Linked DNA regions of Sus scrofa: region 1 is linked to region 2. Evidence: chromatin contacts called from public HiChIP or PLAC-seq data. All regions are on one chromosome and are shown on one strand. The core of a region is the stretch at or near the end of the contact, and the rest is flanking DNA. Distances in the headings are between cores, read along the strand shown.

The links. HiChIP or PLAC-seq counts read pairs in DNA pulled down with a chosen protein or histone mark.
Region 1: a contact with region 2 is called in an H3K27ac HiChIP or PLAC-seq map of skeletal muscle. The contact joins two enhancer-like sites. A contact is called at or near these places in 5 of 47 Hi-C or Micro-C datasets (heart right ventricle, liver, retroperitoneal adipose tissue and 1 more) and 1 of 2 datasets of contacts at active chromatin or transcription factors (skeletal muscle).

Annotation. Positions count from the first base shown.
Region 1 is chr9:131,180,945-131,186,190 of Sscrofa11.1, reverse strand. It overlaps LOC102165110 (a long non-coding RNA gene), which reads left to right. Exons shown (of 5, transcript XR_305729.3): 5 at 2,573-3,792. Among named protein-coding and RNA genes, the nearest start is that of DTL, 92 kb to the left of the region's middle. Within about 2 kb of position 2,635, at least 16 of the 83 cell types and tissues checked have an H3K27ac peak or open chromatin away from gene starts, as enhancers often do. A contact at or near this core is called in skeletal muscle, where this site is marked.
Region 2 is chr9:131,114,015-131,118,988 of Sscrofa11.1, reverse strand. The region is part of intron 1 of LOC106505045 (a long non-coding RNA gene); the gene reads right to left. Among named protein-coding and RNA genes, the nearest start is that of PPP2R5A, 41 kb to the right of the region's middle. Within about 2 kb of position 2,743, at least 15 of the 83 cell types and tissues checked have an H3K27ac peak or open chromatin away from gene starts, as enhancers often do. A contact at or near this core is called in skeletal muscle, where this site is marked.

The DNA.
Region 1 (5,246 bases), core at 1,386-3,885, 67 kb before region 2:
CAGTAGCTACAAAACTGAACATGACACAGGCACCACCCTTAGGAAATTACAGTCTAGGGCCAGAATCAGGCACTAACTACCTCTTATACAAGGTAGGATATTAGGACAAAGGGCAACTAAGCTAAAAGTTCTTAATAAAAATAAAAAAGCCTCTTGAACCTTCCCAGTAACCCTATGTGGTAGATGTTATTTCCTCCATTTTCTAGATGAGAAATGTGAGGCTCAGAGAGGGTAGGTAACTTGCCCAAGGTCACACAGCTAGTTAGAGGTAGAGCCAGGATACAAACTCAGATTTCTCTTACTTTTTAGAGCCGACACTTCTAAACTCTGTTCCATAAAAGCAGAGGCTGTTTTTCTCTATTGCCAAGCATGATGCCAGGCCTATAGTGGCATTCAGTAAATGCTGGTTAAATGAATGACTCTTTTGAAGTAAATTTAATTCTTATGTTCCTACGCTCTGCACACTTTCTATTATAGCTCTCCTTGGTAGAAAAAGCACATTTAAGTCATTCTAAATAGGACTTAGAATAGTTATGTGTTTCTGACCTTGTTTCCTTCCAAGCTATGGATTCCCAGGAGACAGGAACTATATCCTACCAACCTTTTCACCTAGGACACAGTAGGTCCTCAATTACCAGGAGCATGAACAAGCGAAGGCTAACCTGGCAGTGTTGTAATTGATGGGCTGGAGAGGGGATTAGGGGGATTTGGGCTTAAATGGCGGGGGCCTCCTTTTCTTCCCAGTATTAGTATAATGCCTGGCACATTAACAGTGCTCACAGGAGTTCCCGTCGCAGCTCAGCAGTTAACAAACCCGACTAGTATCCGTGAGGATGCGGGTTTGATCCCTGGCCTTGCTCAGTGGGTTAAGGATCCAGCGCTGCCAGCTCCGATTCGACCCCTAGCATGGGAACCTCCATATGCCGTAAGTGCAGCCCTAAAAAGACAAAAACAAACAAAATCAGTGCTTATAAACATCAGCTGAATAGATAACAAATGAGTGAATTCTGCATTTACTCTAGTTCTAGTTATAACAGGAGAATCCTGTCTACTCTGGATAGTTCTAGAGCCAGCAGAGATATTGTATTACATTCTGGGGGACCCTCCCAGGACAAGGAATTTCACACAGTGTCTACAAAATCCCTCTGCCTCCAAAGAAACTACCGTTCAGTTCCAAGTAACACCACAATAAACACAACCACAAAGGAATGGAAACAAACCACCAAAACACTGTGAGTGGGAGGCCCAACTCCTCTCAACCAGTGGAGAGCATTTCAAAACAAACACAAAGGGATTGCACCTGCTCCAGATCCTGCCAAAAGAATAGAAAGCAAACCCAAGAAAATCAGACTGGCACCAAATGAGAATCCAATGGGGGCAAACAGGAGGTTTCCTGGAGATTCCAGGGATTAGTGTAGGAGGTAGGAGTGGACCTAATTCTGCTATTTTCAAGAGGTATGATTGTGTGGTCTAAAGGGTCATACAATTCAGGCTCATCATATAATTCTAACCAGAGATAGTAAGAAAAATAACTGACTTTTACTGAGTGATTATTGAGTACCAGGTACTGTGCTAGGTATTCTTTATCATTAGCTCACAGCAGCCCTGAGACCTGCTAAAGCTGGGCAGGGAGGTAATCACGTCATGGGGAGGTGAGAGAAATGATAAGGCTCACAGAGTACCACAGCTGAGGACAGGAAGTTCAGATGTCAACAGACAAGGGACTCAGCACAGGTGTCTGCCTGACCGCCAGTCCTTTAAGCTGATGATTCCCAAACACACACCAGAGTCATCTGGGAAAGTTTCCAAAAGATAGCTTTCTGGGTCCTGCTCAGACTGCCTGAGTCAGAATTCCTAAGAGCAGAGGCCAGAAAGCTGTGTTTTAACCTGTATTTAAAAATCTGTGTTTTTAAAATTTACCCTGAACGCACATTCATGTGTGTCTATTCCATACACATGGGCCCGTAGTGGAAGTGTAAATGCTACAATAAGCCAGGACTCTGCTTTGGCTTGTGCCCAAACTGCTTCCATTTAATCTCAGGTCTACCTGGTCACTAATTCATGGCTGTGAAACCCAAGCAGTTTGGGGCCTGTGGAGATGGTGTCTCTCTAGACAACACTCAGTCTTTGAATCTGAATCAATCCCCAACTCCCTCAGATTAACTTATCTCCTTTGAGGTTTTGGGCTACCTCCGGTGGTTCTGTCCTCCCACCCCAGCTTCCTGCTTCCATCCAAAGCAGTGCTGAGCCCCATTAGTGATGATGGGGGAGAGGACACTTTGGACTCAGGGTAGCGGCAATCAGAGCATCATACTGTAAGATGAGGTTACTGCAAGACCTCGCCCATCCAAAGGCTTGATATTTGCTTCCTGTTAAGAGAGAAATGAATCCCATAGCAGCCTTGAGCCCACAGATGAGAAGGTGCAAGGGAGGAGAGGAGAGGTCTGAGCATGAAGATAGAGCTAGGACCATCTCAACAAGGCTCTCAGCTTCTAAATCCTATTCATAAGCCTTCCTTCTCCTGCATCAGTAGTAACCTCCATTGGTCTCTCTCTCTCTCTCTTTACCACAGGCAAACACCTCTGCTCAATCTTGGCAACCATCCACAACCCACAGACAAAAATAGCCCAGCTGGCCTCTGGAAGCACTTGGCTTTCACTGATGAGAAACACACGCCCATTTGGTTTACTTTCCCTTCAGAAGTCCAGGAAGTCTCTTGACAGAAGATACTGGGAAGGTTTAGTGAAGGCCAAGGGTTTAAGTTTTGAAAACTAAACCATTTGACAGGTCCTGTGAAGGTGATGAAAGCCAAGAAACTTATGGTCGATTTGAAACTCTTGCACTTTCTGTCTCCTTCGCTACATATGGTGAGACATTCACCATGGTGACTTAGATGCAGAAAAAATTCAACTACAGCAAGGCAGGTTTGTGCCCCATGGAAGAAAGATCTTTCTTGTAGAACCATCCATGAATTGAAGAATTGGTCCTGGAAGGTGTGAAATCATTCCCATGGGATGTGACGCTGACTCATCTGTCAGCCATACCACGGATGTGAGGTTGGAGCCAGATGACCCTTGAGATAGCTTCTAATCCCTAATTCTATGACTCTATGGTCATTGTCACCATAAACTTTGAAGACCTGTGGTGGAGTACAGGAGCTTGTGATAGAGCACAGGGAACAAATGAGGTCAGAAAAGGCATATTTAAGAGTTAGAACTAGTCATGTTCTGAGGGATAGTCCTGCAAAGCTCTGAGGCTATGGTAATTATATAATCCTAGGAATATATATATATATAGAGAGTATATATTACATATATAATACTTATATAATTGTAGGAGAATGTGCAAAATCCTAGGAATATTCCTGGTCATTTCAATCATTGAGAATCTAGTCAGCCTCACCTCTGAGCAGTGTCTGCTAATCAGCTCTCTGTCTTTAAAATGGTCCAAATCAGTGTTGGATATGTTCTTTTCTCTGTCTGAAACACTGTATTATCTGCATGTCGTGTTACCTCGTCTCCTTCAAGTGTTTGCTCAATTGTCACCTTATAGTGAAGCCTTCCTAGAGCATTCTACTATTTATCCAACCTGCCTTTTAATTGTTATTTAGACCATTTATATTTAGTATAATTATCGACAGAGCTGACTTCTAAGTCAACTCTCTTGCTATTCACTTTCAGTTTATCCCATTTATTCTCTGTTCCTTTTTTAAAGCTGTATTCCTGCTTGCTTTTGTATAAAGCAAAAAAAAATTTTTTTTCAGTGTTCTATCTTCTCTGTTGACATTTTAGCTCTTTATCATGGGAATTTTGTTTATTTTAGTCATTACTCTAGAAATTATAATTTTCATTTTAAGTTATCACAGGTATATCTTGAAATAATATTAAACTATTATATCACTTATGTATAGGTAAGAAACATACAATAATATACTATATTTACCCTCTTTCTGACTCTTTCACTATTTTATATACTTAATTATTTCCATATATTTTATAAGCCCCACAAATTGTTAGTTTTTTATTTTAACTATTATTTTGACTCATGAATTCCTATTTTATTCAGTGATTATAATTGATTACTACTGTTTCTTTTTTTTGACCTTCAGATTGTCAAAACAGGAATCCCATTGTGGCTCAGTGGTAACAAGCCTGACTAGTATCTATGGGGACATGGGTTTGATCCCTGGCCCCGCTCAGTAGGTTAAAGGATCTGGCATTGCCGAGAGAGCTGTGGTATAGGTTGCAGATGCAGTTCAGATCCCACATTGGTGTGGCTGAGGCATAGGCTGGCAGCCATAGCTCTGATTCGACCCCTAGCCTAGGAACTCCCATATGCCATGGGTGCAGCCCTAAAAAGCAAAAAAAAAAAAAAAAAAAAATATCCACACATACAACCAGTAGGAATCCCTTCCAGTTATCTCCTGGGTCTTCTTGGTATGTCCCATAATTCTTGGAGCACTTTGTTACTTTTGGCAATGGGCTCTAGATTCATACTTCCCTGCCCTGACCCTCAAATTAGCCATTTTTCCAAGGAAGCTTGCTTCCACTATGCTCATTGCTCCTGGGGTATCATTTATTACTTCTAGGCCCCTGTCTTCTCAGTGTCCAGAGCCAGGAAATTATACACATATACATATATAAACATTTATACACACACATGCACATCTATATCTATTTCCATGTTTCCATGCACATCTATCTGTCAAAAACCATGAGTTCCCACCAGTATTTCCAGTTGCAACCCTATATCACAGGGTTTATTTTTGCCTTCCCCTTTTCATATCTGCAACTCCCTTTAGTAACAATGAGTGGCTCTCGTTATCCTCAATGTATTACATATTTGCTCAATCCCCTTATATGTAACAATTGTCCTGGCTGCTCTGGGCCAATTCTTGGTCCTGCAGTTCCACTGGTTCCCGCCAGTGACATCAAAGGTGGATCCTTTCCCTCTAATTCCTGCTGGCCGTGTTGGAGCAAAAGCCTAGGCCTTGATAAAGGGTTCAATAGGCCTGACCTAGAAGAAGAGGGAATGGCTAGATTAATGCAAGGCTGATGATCTATAGAGAAGTCGGGACAGGAAAACCAGGGAGCTTGGGTGCTAAGAGTTCCAGAGGGTATGTGATGAATTTCAGGCAGGATGTAGAAGGAAAATATGCCAGGAGGTGTGCTAAACTGGTAGAAAATGAAGGGCTGGAAACACTGAAGATCCTGATAAAATCAGAGAATATGTATGGGGAGGATTAA
Region 2 (4,974 bases), core at 1,494-3,993:
ATCTTGAGCTGAAGATAGTTTGAAGTTGGGCTAAAAAATCCCAGTGGGAAGAGAAGAAAGGGAACCTCTTAGAGGGCTTGCAAAGCGAGTGGGGCGAATGAGAAAAGCTTTGAGATTTTTCCATTCGGAGAGCTGCTTGCCTTTAGAGTCATTTTTTTCAGCTCTGCTGGGTTCACCTTTCGACAAGGCATGCTGCTCGAGATTTAAATCAGCTCATTTGTCTGGCTAATTGGTGTGGCTTGAAAGTAGCAAAAGAGCAGGTAATCTGAGGGCTGGCTCCTCGGCTGTGCCTGAAGCAACCTGCAACAGACCCGATTTGCACGTCCCCAATCTTCGTGGGCCTTCGGTGGCCTCCTTTCCCAAGCCCAGGGAACAATTCCCCGCCCTTTTCCATGGTCTTCTTGCTGTCTCAAGGTGTCATGAGCCAGACAGGCCTGGCGTGATTCCACCAATAGTTAGCTATGTGACTCGAACATATGCAACCTCTCTGAGCTTAGTTTTCTTACCACCCCCCAAAATGTGACCACACTAACCTGTAAGCTATTACAGAGTTACTGCGAGAGTCAAGTATGTCTATATGTACATAATCATACTTATTTTTCCTTTTTACGGCCACACCTGTGGCATATGGAGGTTCCCAGACTAGGGGTCGAATGGGAGCTTCAGCTGCAGGCCTACACCACAGCCACAGCAACGCCAGAGCCGAGCCACATCGGCAACCTATGCTACCAGTTGCGGCAACACCAGATCCTTAACCACCTGAATGAAGCCAGGGTTCAAACCCACATCCTCATGGACACAACGTCAGGTTCTTAACTTGCTGAGACACAAGAGGAACGCCCATGATCATAGCTGATTGAAAAGCTTTTGAGTAGGCATCTCGTACATGTAACCATGGGAACTTAAGTTGTTTAGTGTCTCTGTGCCTCAATTTCCTCATGATAAGATGGAGATAACAATACTACCTACTCCACTGATTTGGAGCAGTGATTAAATGAGTTGATACGTGTAAAAGGCTTGGAATAGTCATTGGCAGGTGGCATGTGCAACGTGTTAGCTGTCAATATTATCATTACTCTTACGCAACACACCCAGCATAACACCTGGCACAGAGGAACGCTAAAGACACACTAACTCCCTGCTCACCAACACCTTTAGTAGCTGCTGCTCCTCTGAAACTCCTTTCTCTCTCATGGTCCTCCTTGACCAAGCTTCTGTCCAGCTAATGGGTGCCTGGAGTTGCCCAGCAATCGGGCATTTAAGGCTCTTGTTTCGTGGCCCAGGTAAGTCAGCAGGTGCATCCGGAAGAGACCAAAGGGCTGAGAAGGATCAACCACTTTCATTGCCTTTGTTCCATTGTTTGTTCAGAGCTCTAGCCTCAGGGACACCCCAGAAAGGGAAACCAGACTACGTCTCAGGAAGCAGGCAGGGGTGCTGCCTTCCTGGTAGGAGGTATCCCCAAAACAGATTGGACCCCTATATTTGTTGGCTCTTGGCACACGCCAAAGGAAGCGCTAGATGAGACTTGGTAGGGATGTTTTCCTAAGCCCACACACGAGGCAGGATGCGATGACTTCCAGTCCCAAGAATTCAGCTCTGCACGCAGCACTAGGCTTCCGCTTGTGGGCAAGGGCTTCTGGCACTGGGGCCTTCCAGGGAGGATCACTCCGGAGAGGCCTTGGCGAGGGAGGGGAAGCTGGGCCACTGGCGCCACTGACCACTCCACTGGTCCACACTGGCTGTGCTGGGGCTGCACGGAAAATCCCCTCTCATCAATCAGCAGAGTCAACCATCTATGAGGCCCTTAGCTGGCACAAGGCACCCTAGAAGGCACATGGAACCCAAGGCCTAACCAGGCCCTCAAGGAGGTCAGGAATTTGCTGGAAGGAACCGAAGTATTTAAAAAGTAAACTAATAATAGCAGGATATCTGAAGTCATCTGCTTGTCCTTGTACATATCAGTGACCTGTAAGACTCTTTAAATTCCTGAGATTCTAGGTAGAGCAAATCCCACTAGCAGAGGCGTAATAACAATAGCAGTATCTGCTGCATGCTAGGCACTCTTCTAAAGGCTTTTATATATTATTTCTTTCCATTTCCACAATGACTGTTTGTAATCAGCATAGTTGTCCTTATTGTTTTTCTCTCTCCTCTTTGTCCCTCCTGCTTTTGGTGGAAAGCAAATAGTATTCATGGTGGAGAATGATCGTAGGCTGGGAATTTACCTTTGAGTCATTGTATTTCATGGCGCAGAAGAGCTGGAAGGGGTTTTAGAAATGGTCTCACCCAATTCCTTGTCTGGCAGATGAGGAAATGACCCAGAGGCTTAGCACATCTTCTAAGGGCTTGGTGGTAAAACCTCAGCTGGAATCCAGGTCTCCGGACTTCCTGTTCAGGGCATTTTTTACACCGTCATGCCAGGCCATTCCATTTGCCCCACTGATACCCAAAGAAGTTTGGACTCATTTAGCATGGGAGCGACAGCTCTAAGCATAGGACAGGCTGTTAGGCTCAGGAGGGTCAGTCAGTCTTCTCCGGCTCTACTGAGAAGCAAACATAGAAATGTGAGCTTAACTTACTGTAGATCTGATAGGGGGAGTTAAGACATCTTGCAATCTTTCTGGAAATCTCCTATCTGGAAAGCTTATAATGTGATTCCACAGGAAGGCGGAGCCGTGGTCCTTCCTCTTCTTCAGCAGCTGGGTCATAAATGCTGCTCGGAATATTTTCACTCTTCCTCCTACCATCTATCTTTCTGGAAAGGAGAGTAGTGACAGCCATGCAGTCAGCAGACTATAAATATTGCACTTAACCCTCTGTGAAACTAGTTTTGAGAAGCTTTACAGATAACATGGCTTCGTCAGCTTCCCTGGAGAGTTCTTGGCGTTAGTGCCGTCATCTTAGTCCAGGCTTTTGGTTGCGCACACCAGAAACCCCACTTGAAAGAGTTTAGGCAAAATGCATGGAATTCAAGGAAAGGTCGAGTATCCAGATGAAGCAAAGCTCAGAGATGCAAGAAGCCAGGCTCAGGAACCACAGAACCCAGAGACTTCGGGACAAGCCTTTTTCTCGGCCTCTTGTCTCGGATTCTCACTCAAGGTGGCTTCCCTCCCCTCTCCATGGCCATACGTCCATCTGACAGTCTCCTTCACCAGAGATGACTTTTCCTGATGATCTCTCCCATGGGAGGGCTGGTGTGCGTGAACAATGACGACCAGGGTGGTTCTAAGAACGTGACAATTCCAATATGATCACATTGTTTGTCTGGGAGGAAAGCAGGTCCCAGAAGACTGGGAGGTATTTTATGAGACAAGGATATCCTCTACCCCCTCCTTAGAGATAATGAGTCTGAGAAGAAAACGAGATGCGGAGGGAAAACCCCTGAGATGTCCAAATACAAACCTGGGGAGCGGGATGTGCCCGGGAAGGATATCCTTTTTCCACAGTGACTGCCCATCCAGTGGGAAAAGCCCTGTAGGGCATCTTCTTTGCCTGGGCCCCCAAAGAGGCACACCTGGGTGTGTTAGGACTCGAGACGGGTTTTGAGAGCCGTCAGCTCCCCCCACCCCCACTTCCAAACCCGCTCTTCAGAGAACGAAACTAACAATCCTGTAATTTTATCTGTATTTATAAATCCCTGATCCTTTATGCAGTCTTTTTTCCACTCTGCGCTGAGTCTGAATGTTGCTATTTTCACAGAGGAAATCAGAGGAAAGCGGCTATAATTATAGGTCAAACACCAGCTCCGGAAGCAGCGAAGGCAGCAGGGAGCCGAGGGCCCTGGGCCCTCTTCCGGGTTGCACGCTGGCCCTCTCCCCCTCTTTCCTTGGGCCTAGGTCAGCTCTTCATATCCTTATCTCATATCTTTTCTCCCTTTTGTTTGCCAGCCCAGCATCTCACGAAACAAAAAGGGAAAGTTAGAGCTACGCGCCAACCACTTAAAACTGTGTGATGCCTGGGCAGGCCTGTCCCTTGGAGATAATTCAAATGGAAAAGAAAAGAGAAAAAACAAACCAGCATTTCAGGTCATTGGCCTTTTTAAACAGACCGCCGGCAATATTTACTCCTCCTGAAATAACAGAGTCACATGAAATAAAACTGTGTTCGGTAAAGCCTGCAAAACAAAAGGACAATTTACAGGCTGGCACACTCACTGAGGGCCCTCTGTCTGCTGGCCGGATCGGGGCCTCTGCTTCCTGGTCTCCTGGCTGCTTTCTGCCCAAGGCCTGCGGGAGATCTGCGGGGGTCAAGGTCAGACGGCCCCGGAGACCCTGCTGGACTTGTTTCCCCCTCAGAGAATTTGGGAAGATGGCCAGAGGATTGAGAGCAGGGCTGCTTGTGGCAAAGGTGGCCTGCACCACAGAACCGTAGCTGGGAAGCCCAGGATGTGGACATTCCAGGAGCAGCTGCCAAGGGCACCCATCACCCTCCCACCCAGTCAGCTCTGTTTCCTCTCTGTTGTCCTTTACCCCTGCTTCTTTATCTGTCACCTGTCACCTGCCCTCGCTCATCCACTGGGCTCCGTTTTCCCCTCACTCTTGCTTAGAGACCCTGCTTTCTTTCTCTCCCTACCTCTTCGTTCTTCTGGGGCCCCTTGTGGAGCTTTATCATCAGTCCTGCTGTGGCCTGGGAGGGCCAAACAGAATTCTAGTTATCGGGTTAATGAATGTGTGGTCACGGGCTGGGCCTGGGGTCATGATGAGACTCAGACCCCACCAAGGGCTCCAGGGAACCTCAGCCCCATTCTTTGAAACTTTTCCCCTTCATTGCCCAAGATTCCTTTTTTTAAAAAGCCAAAAGTTTTTTTTTTTTTTTAAATCATTATATTTGTGAGCATGTTATATTTCTCAGTGCCTTTCATATCCATTGATTTAATCTTTTTTTCTGGTGTCGTCTTTTTAGGGCCACACCCGCAGCATATGGAGGTTCCCAGGCTAGGGGTCCAATTGGAGCTGTAGCCTCCAGCCTACACCA